2 separate regions of the Sus scrofa genome follow, and region 2 is linked to region 1. A link is a contact called in public HiChIP or PLAC-seq data. All regions are on one chromosome and are shown on one strand. The core of a region is the stretch at or near the end of the contact, and the rest is flanking DNA. Distances in the headings are between cores, read along the strand shown. Region 1 has its middle 220 kb from the start of NDUFS4. Region 2 overlaps ARL15 (ADP-ribosylation factor-like protein 15).

Evidence for each region. HiChIP or PLAC-seq counts read pairs in DNA pulled down with a chosen protein or histone mark.
Region 2: an H3K27ac HiChIP or PLAC-seq map of skeletal muscle shows a contact between it and region 1, with 14 times the contacts expected there. The contact joins two enhancer-like sites. A contact is called at or near these places in 1 of 47 Hi-C or Micro-C datasets (skeletal muscle) and 1 of 2 datasets of contacts at active chromatin or transcription factors (skeletal muscle).

Annotation. Positions count from the first base shown.
Region 1 is chr16:33,087,580-33,094,830 of Sscrofa11.1, forward strand. No RefSeq gene overlaps it. Among named protein-coding and RNA genes, the nearest start is that of NDUFS4, 220 kb to the left of the region's middle. Within about 2 kb of position 2,117, at least 7 of the 83 cell types and tissues checked have an H3K27ac peak or open chromatin away from gene starts, as enhancers often do. A contact at or near this core is called in skeletal muscle, where this site is marked.
Region 2 is chr16:33,450,030-33,457,054 of Sscrofa11.1, forward strand. All of the region lies in intron 1 of ARL15 (ADP-ribosylation factor-like protein 15), which reads right to left. Among named protein-coding and RNA genes, the nearest start is that of ARL15, 120 kb to the right of the region's middle. Within about 2 kb of position 4,587, at least 6 of the 83 cell types and tissues checked have an H3K27ac peak or open chromatin away from gene starts, as enhancers often do. A contact at or near this core is called in skeletal muscle, where this site is marked.

The DNA of each region.
Region 1 (7,251 bases), core at 867-3,366:
GAGAGCAATATAAAACCAAAGAAGTAATTTCTTTGCTCCAATGTAAACTGGTAGAGGAGTTATTTTGGGGGGTTTCTTATTGTTTTGAATTTTTCTCTGCTTACATATAAAGTCTATAGTGACCTTGATAAATAAGGTGAATACAAAAGAGAGTGACAAAAATTTGGAACACTTTTTTAGTAATCACATATAAGGAATGTTACCTTTTACTTCCTTTTTGGAGCCAGAATTTTCCAATCAGAAGCTGGAAATAGAACAAGAATGATTGGAAGGGAAACTATAGGCTGGAATGGGCAAGAACACTTGGTGCCTCTGTGCGTGTGTGTGTGCATGTGTGCGTGTGCCTGTGTGTGTTAGGGCTAGCTAAAGGAAGAGGCCTACAGTCTTCCTGCAGGTCTTCCTTCCTCTTCTGCAGCATGAAGGAGATGCTCCCCTTGCAGAAGATCAGAGCTGTTTTGCCAAACCACTGTCCCTCTTCCACTGCCAGCCTATCTAGCAGAGGTGACCAAGTTGTGCTTAATGAGCCACCACACCTGCAGGGAAGACAGCCAGCCTGGCTTTAGCATAGGCATGAGGTTGGGAGCTGGGATCAGACCCAGGAGAATGACAGAGAGCAGAGGAACCTTGGCCCTCATGGCTGGGCATGCTGGAGATGGCAGAAAGGTCAAGGAGGGTAGAAGGTGGTTGAGCTGAGGGCCTGCATCTGCCTGTTGATGGCAAGAACTCAGTGGGGCATCAGAGACTGAAAATGAAAAGTCCACATTCTTCTTTGACTTGGGACTGAGGCAAAGGCCAGCCTGCTGCTTGTTCTTTGCCCACCGGGATTGATTTTGGGGGAAAGAGCATTCTACAGCTTATGGATATGGGTGGCTGGTGCGGGATGTAGAATATAGAGAGTGTATCCAAGGGCAGGAGCCTAAAGTCTTTGATTTGGCAAGCCGACTTCTGGGTATACATCTGAAAGAATTGAAAGCAAGATCTCAAAGAGATCTTTGCACATGCATGTTCATTGCAGCCCTGTTCACAATTGTCAAAAGGTGGAAGCAACCGAGACATCCACTGACAGCTGAATGGGTAAGCAAATGGAATATTATTAAGCTTTGAAAAAGGAAATCCTGTCACACGCTACATGGATAAACCCTGAGGATATGCTAATAAGTAAAATAAACTAGTCACCAAAATACAAATATTGTATGTTTCCACTTACGTAAGGTATCTAATGTCAATAAACTGAGAGGAAGTAAAATGGTAGTTGTTAGAGGCTGGCGGGAGAAGAAATGGAGAGTTGTTCAATGAGGAGAGTTTAATTTGCAAGATGAAAATGTCCTAGAGGGCCGATATAGACAATGTGAATATAGTTAACACTATTGGACAGTACAATTAAAAATGGTTAAGGTGGTAAGTTGCATGCTGTGTGGTATTTTAGTGTGTGTGTGTACGTTTATCACAATTGAATAAAAAGCTCCCCCAGACAGGTGGTTCATGAGGAGCATGGACAGTTTCTGTGGGAAGAGCTGCAATGGGACCACCAGAAGTAGTTTTCCCCGGGAGTAACAAGGGTGGAAAAAGTCGGCAGGTGTCTACCTGCTGTGGGAGAATTCATACATTTAGCAAAACCAAGGCTGGCTCTGGGGCTGTTTCTCTTTCAAGAGCAGCCCCAGCAGGCCCCATTCTTGGGCCTCCTCCTTCACTCACAGGGAAGTAAACAGAGATGGGAGGGTCCCTGTTCTGGGAAAAAGCTAATCAAATGATCCAACTGCTCCTCCTTTGCAACCCCGAGAGAGGTACCAGGAAATACACTTTTGGCCGAGAGAAGACCAGCCATGAATAAGGGAGGCTGTCACGGAAAGACGCCCCCTCCTCCCAGCCCCATCCAGACCTTAGCCTTTGCGCTGACCCAGAGTAGGTATCAGCCAGGGGGCTGGAGTTAGCCCCAGGCTTGGGGAACACAGGCTCCAGCCTTCCGCCTCTGCTCTTTGGAAGAGAAACTGTCTTCTCTCCCTGTCCCATTATTTAGTGTTTGGGAAAGGACCCAGAGTCAGCTAGGAGGCAGGGAGCTGGGAATCTCTGTGAATGTGGGTTGTGGCATTCAGAGAACAGTTACGGAGCTTGTAAATCCAAACCCCCACGAATGGTTTCCTGAGGAATTCCCAGGTGACACTCTTGGCTGAGATGGGAGGGAGGAGTAGGGGCTGCCGAGAGATACCCTTCTCCCTCGTTGGGAAGCAATGTTCCTGTGACCCTATTTCAATCTTTGGTAATGAACCATTTCAGAACAACTGAAGTCACTGGAGTCACTGATAATTACATAAATTTTCTTCTCTTTTTTCACTTAAAACGCTCCAGTCTCCATCCACCAAGGCCCATTTTTAGTAACACGTTGAATCCTGCCAACATCCTGGGGCTGATTTTGTCTTTACACTTCTAGGAATTTCCGAGGACGTGGGGGTTCAGGCTGCCAAGCCGGATGTGAATGTGTGTGACCGGCAACGAGCTTCTAAGGTCTGAAGATTGGGAAGGTCAAGGGTCAATCTCTCCTAAGCTCCAGAGAGCCAGTTGCCCCCTATTGGGCCCTGTCTCCTGAGTGCTTCTCCTCCAACCTCTTGAAAACAAGATCCCCATTTCACCTCGGCCACAAGGTGATCCAGTGCCAGGAGTGTTTTTAGTCACTCTAACCAGTCCCCAGGGCCATATCAATGCAATGGCCAAAAAGGCAAGAATTTGGAACTCTGAAACCCCCAGAGACAGCAACAGGACTCTGTGATGATGTGGTTTATGGAGTCTGATTTTTAAAAATCTGACATACTTACAACGAAAGATGCTGTGGAAAATAATTGGACTTACCCCAACTCCTCTGCTATTTATTGCTTTGGATGGCACTAAGGTTATATCACAACACAGCCATAAGGGGAAGAGGCTTTGGAACAACTGAAACACAAAGTAAATCTGTAGTTAACCCTTTGTTCAGTGTCAGCGATGACGCTTGCCTAGTGTTTGCAAAATACTGAGACAAGATGAACAAATATAAGGAATTTTATGGCCTGCATTGAGGCTACACTCATGTTATATAGACCATGGGGTCTCTAAGAGCCAAGCCCTACTCTGGGTTGTGCCCCAAGTTTGAAGACGCAGATCCTTTCCCTCCTATGGCTAAAGGTCTACCATGCAGGCTTGGATATCTTCCTTTAACTTCTTTTCCCTGCAGGAAGTCAGCCCAGAGAGGCAGGTGGCACTACGCCTTGTTTGACCATGGATGACTTTACTGTGGGCTTGTGTTCCAGGACCTCAATATTTGCAGCTCTTAAACTGCCATCTCAAATCTATTACAGCTTGTGGGTGAAGCTAATAAAACTCCTCGAAAATTAAGACAGTTAACTGCAGCAGGACAAAATCTGGCAGCCGTTTCACAGTCAAGATTCTGCAGTTAGAACTTTAATTCCCGCTAGCCAGGTGGACACCTGGCTAGTACTTCCAAGGCTCTTCTGAGAAGTTTGCAGAGCCCGAGGCCAGTGGATCATGGCTCAGTCAATGGTATTAGATGTGAAATTGCTTTCCGGCCATGAGTCCATCTGTAGTTAAACAAGATAGGCTGACTGTGCCAATAATTTGCTCAATTTTGCACAGCCATGTTTAAGGATGCAACAAGAAATCTGCTTTTAGATCTCTGGGGAACTTTCAAATCAAAGACATCAGAGATCAAAAGCCCTTGAAAAAGCCATCTGGGAACTTTTGTGTGCTGACAAGTTTGCTCTTGAAGCTCACAAAAACACTTGCAAGATGACAAGCAGATACTAAGGACTTCTGGGAAAATTTTGTACTGCACTATGGTCTGATGAGACGCCAGAAGCTCTCTAAGGTCATATATCACCCACACAATGCCATACCTGCACCCATCCCCCAACCACATGGTCACTGGCTTTCATGGAAAATATTGCTGACACCTCCCTGATGATGGTCCAGTGTCGCACTGGTTTACAAAGAAATAAACTAAGCAACAACTTTAGAAATAGCCACCACTGGCTAAATACTAGCCATGTACGATTTTGCTGATGTTTTAGCATACACTATGCAATTGATTATAATAATTTTATCAGGGGGTATTAATATTTCATCTCATAGACAAGAAATAACTTGTCCCAAGACATAGAGTTTTGAAGAGATGTCATCCAGATTTGAAAGCAGGTAGGTGAGGCCTATCCAAAATACTGTCCCCGCCCAAAAAATCCAGTGACTCTAAAGAAATGTTATTCTTCATGTTTGAAAGCTAAATCTATTGGTTGTTTTTAATGTTCTTTTCAGCAGTAGTGGCACACCTCTATTGCTCCATCACATCCCAATCATACCTCTTCTGTGTGAGGCCCTCCCTACCTTCTCTGGGCTCAAGTGCATGTCTTTCTCTCAATAGCACCAGATATTTTATGCGGAACTTCAGTATCAATATAATATTATTTTAATTGTAATTATTGGTATACTTGTCCATCTCCTGTTAAAAACTGAGAATTACTTGGGGGCAAGATCCATGTGACATAGTGTATGGCACAGTTAACCCTTAATTATCTATTGCTGATGGATGAACAAGCAGCTCAGATCCCTAAGGAGGGATTTTCAATAGTGTCAAAAGTATTATGGAGTTCCTGTCATGGCTCAGCGGAAACAAATCCAATTAGCATCCATGGGGATGCAGGTTCCATTCCTGGCCTTGCTCAGTGGGTTAAGGATCTGGTGTTGCCATGAGCTGCAGTGTTGGTCGCAGACGCGGCTTGGATCCTGCGTTGCTGTGGCTGTGGTATAAGCTAGGGGCTACAGCTCTGTTTCTACCCCTAGCCTGGGAACTTCCATATGTCGCAGGTGTGGCCCTAAAAAGATTAAAAGAAAAAAAAAAACTATTAGAATGAACCCTTTGAAATTTATCAATGTTTTTAGGTCAAAAAGAACCAACTGTAGGCACTTTTGTACATTTCAAACTAATAAATCTATTACAGTGGATGTGACTATGCAGAAATGTGGCTGGTTTTTAAACAGATGTATTAAAATTCACACATCTAAATGAATTCTTTGAAAACCTGCTGTCACACTTTATTGAGAATCTCATTTATTTTTGTAGTTCTGAAATATATAGTCCTGCATATTTACTCAAAAACATCTGGTCCTTGGAAGTTCTTTTATTCCACAAGGCATTTGTCACCAGATGTTTGGTATGCTTAGGAGGGCATTATTATATAATGGTGACGTATGATATTCTGTGTGTCATCTTAGACAACTTAACTTCTCTGTTCCTTCCTAATCTGCAAGAGCAAGATTTTAATAGTACCGGCCCCATCTGCTTGTTGTAGGAACTAAATGAGGTAATGCATACTGCTTAGAACATAAGTTCTGGACATATTAAGAGCAAAATGAATATTTGCTGTTGTTATAGCTACTATAGGATTGGTCAATATGGAAGACACATGTGTTGGAATAGCAATCGAGTGGGTGAGTAGCCTGTAATAAATATTAGATAAATGAGTAAAGTGATCACAACAAAGACTATATTTCTACCCTGATATTTCCCTGATAGAGTATGTAAGTTTTCCTATAGAAAATGAAGTAAATTAAGAATGCACATATTTTGCAGTGTCCTGGGTGTCTGATGTCTTGTCATTTATCCCAGCCCTCAGATTCTTGCTAGTGTCCTTTACAACACCATGACTCTTATTGTACAAATCCATGTCCAGCTGTGGTATTTGAAAATAATCAAACTTGCGTCACCAATTCACTTCTTCCTTTCTTTCCCCTCAAAGTCCCTTTCTTTCAAACAATTTGAAATTCCATTACTAAATTTCCTCTTGCCTTTTAAATATATTTCACATTGTGTTACGTATTTGTGGTTGAGATAATCACATGGATCCATTTGTTTCAAATTAAATCAGTTTAAGCTACAAAAACTCTCCAAGTGTCTTGGTAAAGGCCTGCTCTGTATGCAATATGGGCAGAGCCTGGAGCCAAACAATTAGGGACTAATTTGTCAGAATCACAACGTGCTCTCAAATTTTGTGCACTATCTGTCTAAATTCCTATCTAGAGATAAAGCTCAGCTTCCTGGAAGTTCAACACAAGCCAGTAGCAAGGGGTATGTTAAAGTTAATGGGACCACTCCTAAATTATAACCAGATTCAGGACCCTTTTTTAGTGTTCCATGTTGAGGACTGCCTGGAATTGTTCCTAAACCAACTGCAAGTTTGGGGCAATTAAAGAAAGAAATTAGGTCCAATATATTCTCTGTTGCAGGTCATGAAATGAAGGAGAAAAGACAAGCTCTAAAGAGCTATAAGACAGGAAGCAATCATCAGGAGAAGAGTAGCAAGAACTGCCCAAGAAAAACACAGGCCCCAACTTTATTCAAACCCAGGTGAAAACAAAGGGTCTATTTCCACATTTATATGCATAGTCACATTTTATATACATGTATTTAACTTTCCATAATGCAGATGGAAATTCAGATCCGGTTTTTGAAGTTTAGTTTTAAAAAATTATTTGTGTAGGAATTCAGGTTAAAGAATGGATGGCAGGTATGTGGTGACATGTCACTTTCTGGGTTTTTTAAAAAATATATTTTAAATATTTTATGATTTATAATTTTAAAAATAGGCAAAAAGTGAGGATATGAACACAAATGTGTGAAAGGGATGTAGTCCATTTGGCAGAATTCACCTGTCAAGGGAAAAGACAGAGGAAAAGAGGGAAATGCACACTATTATGCTGTTACATTTACATGATGAATAGTTATCATGCCTACTGCCTCTAAGTTTACAAGAACAAAAGAAATGCAATATTGTCCACAAAACTGTGAAAGCCTCTCCCAGACACTTTCGAGACCTGAAGTGTTTGTTTTATTCTGTAAAAGAAGCCCTGGTGAAAGCCACAATTAGTTTCTAAGAAGAGGAATATGAGGAGTTCCCGTTGTGGCGCAGTGGTTAACAAATCCGACTAGGAACCATGAGGTTGTGGGTTCGATCCCTGGCCTTGCTCAGTGGGTTAAGGATCTGGCATTGCCGTGAGCAGACGTGGCTCAGATCTGGCGTTGCTGTGGCTCTGGCGTAGCCTGCTGGCTGCGGCTCGGATTAGACCCCTAGCCTGGGAACCTCCATATGCTGCAGGAGCAGCCCTAGAAAAAAGGCAAAAAGACAAAAAAAAAAAAAAAAAAAAAAAAAAAAAAAAAAAGAAGAGGAATATGAGTGCAAGGAAACATCTTTCTGTTCTTGTGGCAGTGGC
Region 2 (7,025 bases), core at 3,337-5,836, 360 kb after region 1:
AGCTTTGGTGTAGGTTGCAGATGTGGCTTGGATCCCACATTGCTGTGGCGTAGGCCAGCAGCTACAGCTCCAATTTGACCCCTAACCTGGGAATCGCCATATCCCAGGGATGCGGCCCTAAAAAGACAAAAAAATTAAAAAAAAAAACAAAAATAAAAATAATAAAATAAAAAAGCTAAGCATGCTTAAAAAAAAAAAGATGAGGGGACAAATGAAGGATGTGCTCACCTGGAGCAAACATGCTTATTAAAGAGACAAGGGTAAAGTGAGCAAATGGAAATGCTAAGTCACAAATCAGGGATTATGATTATTGTTTGATTTGAGGAATGTGTTTGGTTCCAAGTAACAGCAAACTCACTTTGGGGTGCTTTAAATCCAGGGTCAGCAAACTTCAAGGGCCAGGGGGAAAATATTTTAGGCTCTGGGCCAAGGTATCTCTGTTGTAGCCACTCGTCTCTGTCGTAGCATGAAAGCAGCCACAGATAATATGGAACAAATGGGTGTGGCTGTGCTACACAAACACTGTATTTACAACAATAGGCAGCCAGCTCCATAGGTCTAATTGGCCAACCACTGGTTTAATCCCAATGTCAACCCTTGGTTTAAACAAGTAGAACTCACTTAAGAAGCTGATCTTTCCTACCAAGTAGCAAGAAGGCTACAGCAGCTCCAGACTTCAAATCCATGTTCAAAGGTGAGAGGCAGAACAAAGAGGGTGGGTTGGAGGAAGGGCAAGTCAGCCCCATCTTTCCCTGTGACGCAAAGCAGTTTTCCCTAAAGCACCCCAAGCAAACTCCACCTACCCCACCCTGATCACTGGTCAGATGATTGGAATCAAACAATGCAGACACAACACCAGAGTCATAAGCATCTTAGGCAAATCACAATTTACTGGCTAGGCCTAGACACATTGCTTCCTTAACCAAAACTAGGGTTCTTTTGGAAAGAATGCATAACCAGCAACTAGGGGGTATATAGTTATCACTACCTGTAGCTATAGACTTTTTTTTTTTTCCTATCAGAATTCAGAGAAATGGAATGCACTCTTTCAGCTGTGCACTAATTGTCAAACAGATTGAAAAAGATAAAGCATGGCTGATTGGGGGTGGGGGTATGTAAGATAACCAGGAAAAAGTGAGTCTACCTCTAGCTCCCTGAAAGTAGCAATTTAATGGGGAAGTAAGGAGCAAGAAACCTGAATGGCAGCCAGGCTTTGTCCTGAGCAAAAACATTTAAGCTACCCATGCCTCTGATCTACAACTGGAAAAATGAGGTTGTTCAAGAGGAGGCTTGCTAAGGCATAATACCCTCAGGCTCTAACAACCTCAGATTCCTTTAAATATGTTTTCTGATCAAGCAAATTCAGCATTTAAGTATACAGTCAAAATTTCATTCTGAAAATAGTAAAGCCCAAATCACAAATGTGGAGGAGTCCCACAGAGAGTCGAGTCTTAAACTAAAGAAAAAGAATTTTATTCAAATAACTTTCACACATTGCTGAAAGACTGGCATTCCATTCAACCCTTCCAATTTCCAAGAAAACACACACGTGTAAGAAGGGTAGTTAACTTTTTTAAAACACTATAAATGTGTCTTGTAAAAATTATACTGTTTCTTACAACCACCTTAAAATAGTTCTCAAGTCAAAAATGGTAACTGTTCTAGCTAGACTACTAACTTGGGAAACCCTTAGTAACCCTTCCATCGCCACGGCTCCAATTAAGCATTGCTGAAGGTGAGATGGTGGTAATTAAATTCACTAGAAACACTGCTCAAATGATCACCCTTAACAAGGATTTGGAAATTAATGAACAAGTTAAAAAATCACTGAGGTTCCTAAGAAATACGCTTTGCAAAAGGAATCCTTTTAGCTGTTTGAGTCAAACATGGAAGAAAAAAGAAAGGCAGGTAGGGAGAAGGACAAGCAGACTGAGAGGAAGTTCTGGAGGAAAATTCTGTATAGCAAGAGTGTTCCCAATATTTTGAGGGAGAATCTTCTAGTTTCATATGCATATAATGGAGATTATTTTAATAAATTGGTCATAATTCATTTTAAAAAATACAATACAAACTAAGTGAATGCTCAAATACTCAAAGTAATATAGAAAAAGATTTTTATTGGGGGCATTTAATTCGGCAATTTAAAGACGTGTAAATGGGCAAAACTGAAAATGCCATTACTTTACGGTTCTGCAGAGCATGGCATCTGTTGCTGTGTAATTTATTTGGGTGCTAATTATATCATTTTTGTTAAAACGGATAAAATACACATCACTAAATTTAAACACATATATGAGCAAAAATGCTTTACCAAGAGCCCCACCGACTCTATCAAGTCATTACTATGTGGCAAGAACCAAGGAGGTAGAGGAGCGAAGAAGGGAGGGAGGGGAAAACTACCACCACAGAGATGCAGGGCTACTGGAGGTTAGCAGGAAGCCTTCAGTCCAGTACTGACTTAATAGGAATGCTCTATTCCGTAATGGGTATCACATCTCGCCTGCCACCAGAGTAGATAAGAGATAGCCTGCAAGTGAGAATTCTGTGAGGATTCTGTCCTGTAATAGAACAGGCAGCAGTTCTCAATCCTGACATACCAAAGGGGTTAGCAGGGGTTTCCCCAAATGCCCATTCTCAGACAGATGAAAGAACTTCCTTTGAAAAATGCTGGAGCTTTTCACCTCTGCAAAGCCTTCTTCCCTATATATTGTCTGCCATGGCCGTCTCGGCGTTTTAATCAACCCCCAGACTCTTCACCATTTGTCATTTACACCAACATACAATAAGAAAACACATTTTCAGACATGCCTTGGCATGTCTGGGATGGGATCAGCCCTCACTACTCTCAGGGCTTCGGATGAAAATGTGCAAAAGCCATCGCTTAACCCGTTTATGCAAAAAGACACACACGAAGCTTAACCTGAAATGTCCCGCACGCTCCATGTGGGCATTTCCGTCCTTCCAGCTCCCTAACATCAGTGATTGAGACTTTCAGAGGGTTTGGGTCATATTTATTTATTTATTCTAAACCCTCATGTCTCTCACTTTCCACGCAGGAACCGGTGACTCTAGCATAGCATAGTAGCTGTGACCCCACATTGGAAGGAGGTAGGATCAAAGGCAGCCTGACCAGACTTGGGAAAACATTTCCACCAAGAATGGACATACTGCCTGTCAAAAGGTTATTCCCACCGCGTTGGGACAGCAGATCACGTTACTGCAGAGTAACAACATGAAAGGGCAAAATCTGGCTAGAGTCACCCACATACATGTTTTTCTTTCCAACAAGGGCAAATGGGAGACACCAACCTGAACAGAACATCCTTCTTATCACTTGAGGGTGGGGAGGGGTGGGGGTGGGGAGGGTGCCTTTCCCTAATCAATACAGCCCCTGAGCTGCAGACACTGTTGAATTCCTTTTATATTTTCCTCCTCATTCAGAAACAGCTCACATTCAGCAAGACTTTTCTGTCTTAAACTTTTTTTTTTTTTTTTTTTTTTAAATCCGAGCAATCACAAGCTATATTCTGTGGAAGACAAAATAACTTTGGAGGCGTAAATCTTAATGTCAATGACAGGAAGGCTTTGGTGAACCATTACCATAAATCTGACAAACGCTAATTTGATGGGTGGCTGTATCTGTCTGCTGCACGGCCAGTCTAGACAGTCTATTGAGAAATCCTAAAACACAACTGTTTGTTCCCTGTAACACCATCTGGATATGGCAATAAGCGCCGACCCAGCGCCATTCACACATGGATCAAAGCACATGCTAATGCTATCATGAAGTCATACACATAAAAAATTCAATCTGAGAACTCGAAGCAATTTTCCTAAGTCTTCAATGAAGAAACCCCAGACTTAGTGCGACTCAAGCTAAGTGCATGGCGGGGGGAGAGGGGGGGAAAAAAGGAACCGAATATTTAATGAGCTTGGGCGTCCAGAGGAATGTTAGGCCACCCATTGTATTGGAAAAGGCTCATGTCACACTTCAGTCATGGTACCCGTCAGGGTGCCCCTTTACAAAAATTGATCTGAGGACCTTTGTAATTACCTGTTTCAGCCGGGGAGGCGGGTGGGCAGAGCAGATTCAGGACGAGAAATAAAAGAAGGGATCCAAGGTGTAAATCTCACATTATATTTATTAGTCTGAGCTGGCAGAAATTTTCAATATCGCACACAATATTAAAAACCTTTCTCGTTAAACAGCACTGTGGCATTAGATCAAAGAATCAAGGGCCTCCTATTGAACTCCTTTAAATATTACAAACATAAGAGCAAGTCTGGCTGTGCATAAAATAGAAACAAAGCCAACTTTTTTGTCCACTCTTATCCTATAGCTGGCTGGAGAGAAACGGGGCTTGAAAAATCTCCATCGCAAGTGGAGGGGGATGCCTCTCGAGGTAATTAACAAGGCAGAAATGAGCTGGGTCTGGTCTTCCTGAATTCTCTTCCACAGGAAATTTTCCCTCAATATGTTACCCCTTCAAAACTTTAAGCTACTCTATCAAAATGTATCACTCAACAGCACCGCTTCAGTTGCAAACCATCCCGGCACTGCTTAATCCCCGCCACCCTGTGAGCCAAATTTCCCTGGGAGATGGGAAACTGCCTCCACCCGGAGTTTCACTCCACTGTGTACTCCTACGAGCAACTGATTTATTTGCTTCTCGGCTGGCTCGTGTCTGATGGAAGAACGTGACTAAAACCATCTTATGAATCTGTTATTACTACCTTCATCTGTTTGCCGGGAGACGCTAAATATGTTATGTCTCCAATGTTCACATACTTTAGCAGAAGCTACACACAATTTCCAACCAACATGTTTTATTTTACAGCAGTTATGGTAGTTGTTTCTACATCGTGTGTGTATGTATGTTGTGTGTGTGTACACACACACACACGCACACCCCGTAAATGAATCTTTAAAATCTACTCATCGTGCCATGGGCTTAAAAAGATCCTAACAAAACCTGGCAGGAATTACATACCATCACTAGGCGCTCCGGCTATCACAGGTTGTGGCTCATGGGGCAAATTTCCCGTTTATGTGGTCGTTAAGACCACTGGTATAGCCACATAAACTAAGCAGAAAATGAGAAGGGAAACAGAACACTGAGACTCAGCAGCATGCAGATGTTTTCTTTCTACTCTACCTGCTAAAGCCTTTAACGGTAATAGAGAATAAAACATCACATTCCAGTTTTTTTAATGTCTTGAAGCCAAACAAACAAAAAACAAAAATACCCAAGCCAGACTAGTCTATAATCATTCGTTTCATAATTCTAGATACAAATTCAGTTAAAGAGACAAAGAGTGAGAGAAAATGCAAGATAAACAGCTAAGCCCTCATTTTCTTAAAATTTAGTTTGGTTTGAAATGAAGACTTCTCCCAAAGTAATTCACGAAACAAAATATATTTATCTTCTTCTCAACTGGAGTATTAGTAACATAATGCTTTTGCTTCTTAAAAAGAAAATCTACCACAGTATGAGTTCTTTCCTAAAAATCTCTTAAAATTTTAAAAATTCAGGAAATATAATAATGGCTAATCAGCTGTGCAAGTCTCCATTTATATAACTATATATTGTTATTTTCTATTCAACCTGAAGTAGAAAAATTATTAAAATGTAATCTGGAACACAAAGAAAAATGGAACAGCAGCTTAGTTTTCTGCACTGCATGTTTCCCCTGAGGGATCTGCAAAAAACCTTAAATGAGACGATAACCCACCCTTCCCCAAAGAAAGCCTTATTCCCTGAACTTCCCAATAAATAAAAAACTGTCAAGACATTAGCTATTTTGGTCTATGAGTTAGTTAATATACACCAAGATACCTTAACAGGATTCAAAAGCATTTCATTTGCAAGGCATATGTGTAGACCCATAGAAATAAAAAAGAAATACCATGTACACACATGCACATCTCAGATGATCCACCATAATTATCAGATGTTATCCTAGATAAAATTCAGGAGAAAAAGAACTGTGAACAAAGTAAGTGAGAAATTATAATCACTCGTTAACCATTTTATACATTTATATAGACTGTTTTTACAAATACAGTTAAAATCTGTATGTCATTCCCCATGTTAGACTATTTACAACTGATCATCGTGTTGTCTACCAGTAACGGCTCTCTTTCAGGCTGTGGCTATAATTCTGTAAGTTTAAAAGGGGGGAAAAAAAAACCACCCAAACATTGCTTAATGTAGCTAATCAAGCATTTTCAAAAGTTAGACTGGGGATGCAACACTGGGCAGTATTTGATGTGATTTTTAAGTGTTGCAGTGGAACAGTACTGCCATCTATTGTCAACTGTATAATAGTGCCTATGGAGCGCCCATATGCCCCAGAGCAGGCGCCCGTTACAGCTGACCTAAGGAAGCCTTCTTTAGACACAGGGAACCAAAAAGAAATCTGAAGTCAGAGGGCTCACAGTTTTACCTCCGACTTTACAAAGATAACATCTTTCCTTTTTCCCTTTCAATGTATAAAAGAGCTGTAATTCTTTGGCTAATTCTTGAAATTTTAAAACACAATGACCTCCAAACTAACTTAGTAACAAATACTCAGCCAAGAACATGTTCATACTCTGACAGACAATTCTTTTCGGTGCCACAAAATATTGCCCACTCCCACCCGTTTATCCCTTATGCAGAAGGAGATAGAATGTATCTTCTAAAGAAAGCAGATCACAAACCAGCACAAGCAAGCCTGGCTGTCGGCATTCGGATGTCAATCATAAAAGCATTCCATGTTACTACTGTGGAATCAATCACTTTGTTTGGGGTCACTATAGGTCCAAGTCTGGCTCTGGATTCCTGCTGTACCATTAAAACCCCTCTGGGAGGGAACACGGTGTACACTTCGTGGTGCATGCTGATAATCCTAGAGTGGACAACCCAAATCAAAACCCATGCATATCAGATAAGGCTACAGCCATTGTCAACATGGAAGGGCTTTGTACATCTTTTATAGTGCTCAAATAGATAAGTAGGTGCTTTATGCAAAGCTCTACCAAT